Regions from separate parts of the Ovis aries genome. Here region 2 is linked to region 1. A link is a contact called in public Hi-C data. All regions are on one chromosome and are shown on one strand. Each heading gives the region's core, a stretch centred on a gene start, on an enhancer-like site or on the middle of the called end of the contact. The rest is flanking DNA. Distances are from core to core; before and after follow the strand shown.

Region 1 (3,459 bases), core at 336-2,835:
CTAGGAATGGCCCTCAGTTCTGACAGCTGAAGATGCAGATAAGAAAAGTCTAGTGGCTGAGACTCAGTACTCCCAGTGTAGGAGTCCCAGGTTCAATTCCTGGTCAGGGAACTAGTTCCCAGGTGCCGCAACGAAGAGTTCGAATGCCAGGACTAAAAGAGCCTGCATGCTGCAAGGAAGACCTGGCATAGCCAAATAAATAAATATTAAAAGAGAGAGAGAGAAAAGTCCATCACCAGAGTGATGGTAGGGAAAACTCAATAGCCCAGCAAAACCTATCCCCAGAAAATTGCTTGAAAGTCTCCTGCATGGGCTAGAAGTCTTCCTAGGAATCATATTCGGCTGCTTCTTGGAATCAGGATTTGGGCTGCCAGTTTTAAAGCAGTGTGTGCTTGCACGTTTAGTTGTTTTTTTCTCAATGAGGAAGATGTTGTCCCCATTTTACAGAAGAGGAAGCTGAGTCTTAGATTTCTGGTTAACATGCTCACAGTCATACACAGTTTATCAGTGAAATCAGGTTTTCCTTAAGTCCATGCTCTTTGTGACTCAGTTAGGGACCTTCTCCTAGTACAGCTGTAGGCAAGCACACCAGACCAGGGCGACCTGAGATAGATCTGCAAGTTCAGGATCAGACTCTGTCTTTTGTTTTGTTCTTGTTCTGTCAGCCAATCTTGTCTAACTCTTGGCAACCCCATGGACTGCAACATGCCAGGCTTCCCTGTCCTTCACCATCTCCTGGAGTTTGGTCAGACTCATGTCCATTGAGTCCATGATGTCATCCAACCATCTCATGCTCTGTTGCCCCCTTCTCCTCCTGTCCTCAATTTTTCCCACCATCCAGGTCTTTTCCGGTGAGTCGTCTCCTCGCATCAGGTGTTCAAAGTATTAGAGCTTCAGCATCAGTCCTTCCAGTAAATATTCAGGGTTGGTTTCCATTAGGATTGATTTGATCTCTTTGCAGTCCAAGAGACTCTCAAGAGTCTTCTCCAGCAGCACAGTTCAAGCCTTTGCTGGTGGCTCAGATGGTAAAGAATCTGTTTAACAGTGTGTTATTTTGTTCATTGTGAATTAAAAAAATTTTTTTTCTGATTTTTAAAAAATTAATTAAATGAAAGATGATCTTAGTTGTTGTGAGTTTTGGCATCCCCTTAAATTTCACATCCAGGGCCATGCCTCACTTGCCTCACCTTGACCCCACGCAGCCAGTGGCTCTGGAGTCAGAATGAGGAAGGTCTGATCAGCTCACGGGAGTTCAGTATCCTTTTCAGCATTGTGATACTATTTTATTTTCCCCTTTGAGACATTTTGGGGGACGAGTCACCAGTCTTAGAGGACACGTCTTGGCCCTTTGCCGTCGCTGCTCTGTCCCAGCTTGACACAGTGGTTGGTTCCAAGGTTACTTACAGAATTTCAGCTCTGAGACCCTGACGCCCAGGTCTGATGAAGGCCTGTTAGTTTCGGAGAGTGGTGTTTTGTCACTCGGCGTGGATGTTTGGGAGCTGCAACAGGAAGGAGATCTGTTTTCAGCTTAATAGCCACATGACAAAGGACCTGTGCCATGAGGCTTTCCCGGGCGCCGATGCCAGCCTGGCACTGAGTACTGTCGCTCTGCTGGCAGAGCTCGTGTGGTTCAGGGATCTGGCTGCACTAGCCTGGTGCAGGGGGATGGCTGCCCGCTTCTCCCCTGCGTTGCTTACAGAGTGGCTTGGGTAACCCGAACAGATCAGAAACCTGGCCTGATGTATTTCACATGGGCATTAGCTGTGCTTCCTTGAATCCTTTTTTTTAAATAAAGCTTTTTAAAATCACCTTGTTTGTTTTGCATAGTCTCTTTTTTAATTGTAAAAATAATAGGATCGTTGTAGAAACTTTGAAAAGTGAAGAAGAGTGGTTTGGCAAATACACATACTCACACATGGATTGTTCTCCTCTTCATATTTGCTTTACATAGCTTTCTTTGCTTAGCTTAATTTAAAAAAAAGGGTTATTTTAAGAGCAGTTTTAGGTCCACAGCAAATGGAGTAGAAAGCAGAGTATATACCCCTTCCTCACCTACTACCTCTCCCATTACCAACATCCAACATTTTCCTTAAATTAAAATTTTTTTTTACTGTTTAATTTTTTTCAACTTTATAATATACATTTGTTTTGTGAATTTCTCCCCCCTTAACCTTGCTTCAGTAGTCCTTAAATTAATGTGGTTAAGTTCAAAGGTCTCATGAGGTCACTTCCTGTTGACCTTTCTTCAGAGGAATGCAGTTGGGCTCACAGTGGGGAGGCGGGGGGGGGGGTGGTCCCTGGATGACCTGCCCTTTGAATATTTATCATGTGGAGATTGCGAAGAATGTCCTTATAAGGATGTAGGGGCCTGATGAAGACTCACTGCTTCTGCCTGTCTTATCTCTAGATTCTTTTTTCCTCATGGCATTTGCGGGCAGGGGGCTTGGGATCTACTTTTTATTAGAAGTGTGTAGCCTTCCTCACGGGTTAGAAAATAGAACTGTAGCAGGAGTGTTTCCAGAAACACCTAACTCTGACTGATGCTTCTGGAAGTGAATACCGCTCCGGGGCTTGCCTGCTTGCCAGGTTAGGGGGTTGAAAGTGGTGCAGGATTTCCAAAAGAAGGGGTGGGTGAGATCCGGGAACACAGACTGCCTTCTCAGTGGTGTGTGCTGGGAAGAAACACCTTTCACTGGTGTACCTGTAGACACTGGTTTAGTTTGCTCATTTCTGTGGGACTGCTGCCTGGCACAGGCTGTGGCCATCGTCAGTAGCCTTTAAATCTTTGTTCAATAAAGAGAACTGAGACTCTCTTTGGGGCCTTGTTGCTAAAATGACCTTGAACCTCTTAAACCTGAGCCGACCTTCTCACCAGCTGTTGGGCTCCCATGGTCTGTAAAAGCCTTGAATTTATAGTCGCATGTTGATGGCAGGTCCAAATTTACTCCTCACCCTGCCCTCTAGACAGCATGTTAAAAAGCAGAGACTTTGCTGTGCCAGCAAAGGTCTGTCTAGTCAAGGCTATGGTTTTTCCAGTGGTCATGTATGGATGTGAGAGTTGGACCATAAAGAAGGCTGAGCACCGAAGAATTGATGCTTTTGAACTGTGGTGTTGGAGAAGACTCTTCAGAGTTCCTTGGACAGCAAGGAGATCAAATCAGTCAGTCCTGAAGGAAGCCATCCCTGAATATTCACTGGAAGAACTGATGCTGAAGCTGAAGCTCCAATACTTTAGCCACCTGATGTGAAGAGCTGACTGATTTGAAAAGACCCTGATGCTGGGAAAGATTGAGGGCAGGAGGAGAAGGGGACGACAGAGGATGAGATGGCTGGATGGCAACACCGACTCGATGAGCATGAGTTTGAGTAAACTCCCAAAGTTGGTGATGTCAGAGAAGCCTGGCGTGCTGCGGTCCATGGGGTTGCAAACAGTCAGACAGGACTGAGCGACTGAACTGA
Region 2 (3,477 bases), core at 330-2,829, 47 kb after region 1:
GTAAAATTTTCATCTGCTGCATGTAACATTGCTTTGGTGGGTGTTTTTCATCTGCCATTCATTTTCATATTTCTCTTCTTGTGGCATCTCTGTGAAGGTTTTTTTTTCTTGTGATTAGGTGAGTTCTTTATGAAGTAGCTATTTATAGGAACTTTACCTGGGCAGGAGACAGGGCCATATCCCATGCCAACGGGAATTCTTGTGACCTGAGTGTGTGTGTGTGTGTGATCCTTTCAACTCTTATTTTTCCTCATGATTGCAGAGACTGGTTGTGCTCCTAGTGGGATCTCTCTCTTTTTGCCTTGCCTTGGCAACAGACTGCTTCCTGCTAATATGTCTTACCTGTACAGCATCTCATTTAATTTGACCTTTCCTGCTTCTGGAAATCTCTCACCATGCCGTGCCCAGGAAAGCTTTTAGTGCTACCTGCACGTCTGTTGCCCTTTTCAGAAAGTTGCTGCTGGGTTTGTTGCTGGATATCCTCACTATTTGGGCAGCGTGGCTCTGCAGGCATGGACAGCCTCTCCAAGCGTCTTTCTTCTCCTCTGTCTGACCTTGCCTGCAGTTTGGCAACTCCACCTCCCATTGCGTGGTTCAAAGCTACAGATGTCTCCCAGTTTCCTCTGGGATGCAGTTTGCGTTTTCATGTTCCTTGTTGCTTTTGGGTGAATTCCAAGAGGAAGTCTTTACGCCAAGAGACTGTAACAAGACAATTCCAGTTTTTTATCTTTTCTTTGCCAGCTAAAATCTTCACTGCTTTCTTTGTTGTAGTTGTTATTGCCTTTAAAATAACTTTTCAAAAAGACCTAAAGAAGAAAGTCGTTTCACAGACAGCTCTGTACTTTTAGGTCTGGAATGATCGCGTTAGTAATAACTTGCCACAAGGAAAGAAATATTCATCTTTTTTACCTTGTCTATTTATCGTTAGGAATTCAGAAGTCGAAAGAAGTTAAGGTAAAGTCAGAATCAAGCATGGGTTCAGGCCTTTAGGCTTGTTAGATGTGTATGTAGAAGGCTGTTTTATTACCGGACTCACCAGTTTTGCTATCCTGCCTCAGTTATGGTTACCCATTCATGCCTTGCCAGCGTTCCTCAGATATTCCCTTGACATTCTTAGGCTGCTCAGCTCAAAACTCTTGGCTGGATTTATGTTTGAGTTAAACAGCACTTTCCATGTACAGCAACAATCTGCCTGCAAGTATCAAAACAAAAAGAAAGTGTGACAGGCTTTATTGAAACATTAATATCCAGAAGTAGAAATAATCCAGGCATGAGGTCATTTGAAGACTACAGATAAAGGAAGTTAAGGTACTGTCTATTAAGTCAGTAGTTCAATTTAATTTTTAAATGCCAAGCTGTTAAAAATTACAGTGTTTACCTGGGGATCTTGGGCCAGCGTGGAGAGAAAGGATCCCATTTAGAGGATGGGAGCCTTCCTTTCTGCTTAGGTCGCACACAGAGCAAATGTGTCTGGAACACCTTTGTGGTCAGGTGACATGAGAGGACAAACCCTTTCCTCCCTCTCTAGCTGCGCATTAGAGCCACACCAGACCTATCCTGCTCCGACTCAGCAATAGGAAGCCGTGTGCTCAGGCTCAGGGCCAGTGATTGAGGGCAGGGCCTGTCCACTCTGATGGAGTGCAGGGAGCAGAAGGTGAGGTTGGAGATGGGCAGCGGAGGATGCTTCCAGAGGCACAGAGGGATCAACACCAGAGTAGGCAAGAGTGCAAGAAGGAGGCTGGCAATGGAGAAGGCGAACTGGACTGATAGCAGTTTTTTTCGGCAGTTGTGTTTATTTTTAACCATGAGACACAATTTAGGAAACATGTAAGGGAGTAATTTTGCCTGCTTTGTGAAGATTATTTTAAACACAGTGATGTCATAATTAGATCTATGCCACCCACATGTGGTTCACTGAACCAAGGTAGGTGATCTGTTTCACTTCGGTGTAAAGTACATGAGCAAAGTCTAGCTGTCTTTCTTAAGACTAGGAGATGATTAAGCAAAGGATAACTAAAACAGTTTGGGATTATGTTCTTTAGAAAAAGCTTGGGACAGAAATTAGAAAGTGGCTTGTGTGGCAGACCTATGGAATCAGACCTGGCCTTTCGAAAACGAAGCAGGTCTCAAAAGGCTGGTCCTTAAAGAGTGTGGACTTGACATTGAAGTCCAACCTCAAAGGATCTAGAGGAATGAATAAAAAGGTCTAACAGGCTTTGGTGGAAAGTTGGTGGGGAAAGTGGGCATGGGACAAACATTCAGTTCAGCTCAGTCGTATCCGACTCTTTGTGACTCCATGAATCACAGCACGCCAGGCCTCCCTGTCCATCACCAACTCCCGGAGTTCACTCAAACTCACGTCCATCGAGTCGGTGATGCCATCCAGCCATCTCATCCTCTGTCGTCCCCTTCTCCTCCTGCCCCCAATTCCTCCCAGCATCAGAGTCTTTTCCAATGAGTCAACTCTTGGCATGAAGTGGCCAAAGTATTGGAGTTTCAGCGTCAGCATCAGTCCTTCCAATGAACACTCAGTACTGATCTACTTTAAGATGGATTGGTTGGATCTCCTTGCAGTCCAAAGGACTCTCAAGAGTCTTCTCTAACACCACAGTTCAAAAGCATCAATTCTTCGGTGGTCAGCTGTCTTCACAGTCCAACTTTCACACCCATACATGACCACTGGAAAAACCATAGCCTTGACTAGACACACTTTCGTTGGCAAAGTAATGTCTCTGCTTTTGAATATGCTATCTAGGTTGATCATAACTTTCCTTCCAAAGAATAAGTGTCTTTTCATTTCATGGCTGCAATCACCATCTGCAGGGAGTAAGCGTCTTTTAATTTCATGGCTGAAATCACCATCTGCAGTGATTTTGGAGCCCCCAAAAATAAAGTCTGACACTGTTTCCCCATCTATTTCCCATGAAGTGATAGGACCAGACTCCATGATCTTAGTTTTCTGAATGTTAAGCTTTAAGCCAACTTTTTCGCTCTCCTCTTTCTCTTTCAACAAGAAGCTTTTTAGTTCCTCTTCACTTTCTGCCATAAGGATGGTGTCATTTGCATATCTGAGGTTATTGATATTTCTCCCCGCCGTCTTGATTCCAGCTTGTGCTTCTTCCAGCCCAGCGTTTCTCATGATGTACTCTGCATAGAAGTTAAATAAGCAAGGTGACAATATACAGCCTTGACGTACTCCTTTTCCTATTTGGAACCAGTCTGTTGTTCCATGTCCAGTTCTAACTGTTGCTTCCTGACCTGCATACAGGTTTTTCAAGAGGCAGGTCAGGTGGTCTGGGATTCCCATATCTTTCAGAATTTTTCACAGTTTATTGTGATCAACACAGTCAAAGGTTTTGGCATAGTCAATAAAGCAGAAATAGATGTTTTCTGGAACTCTCTTGTTTTCTCGATGATCCAGCAGATGTTGGCAATTTGATCTCAGGTTCCTCTGCCTTTTCTAAAACCAGCTTGAAC

Evidence for each region. Hi-C and Micro-C count contacts between places; a contact is called where the count stands out from the background.
Region 2: a Hi-C map of liver shows a contact between it and region 1, with 1.7 times the contacts expected there. The contact joins two enhancer-like sites. A contact is called at or near these places in 3 of 16 Hi-C or Micro-C datasets (liver, skin fibroblasts and tail adipose tissue).

What each region holds. Positions count from the first base shown.
Region 1 is chr10:74,505,481-74,508,939 of ARS-UI_Ramb_v3.0, forward strand. All of the region lies in intron 1 of FARP1 (FERM, ARH/RhoGEF and pleckstrin domain protein 1), which reads left to right. Among named protein-coding and RNA genes, the nearest start is that of FARP1, 19 kb to the left of the region's middle. Within about 2 kb of position 1,586, at least 15 of the 54 cell types and tissues checked have an H3K27ac peak or open chromatin away from gene starts, as enhancers often do. A contact at or near this core is called in liver, where this site is marked.
Region 2 is chr10:74,552,127-74,555,603 of ARS-UI_Ramb_v3.0, forward strand. The region is part of intron 1 of FARP1 (FERM, ARH/RhoGEF and pleckstrin domain protein 1); the gene reads left to right. Among named protein-coding and RNA genes, the nearest start is that of FARP1, 65 kb to the left of the region's middle. Within about 2 kb of position 1,580, at least 10 of the 54 cell types and tissues checked have an H3K27ac peak or open chromatin away from gene starts, as enhancers often do. A contact at or near this core is called in liver, where this site is marked.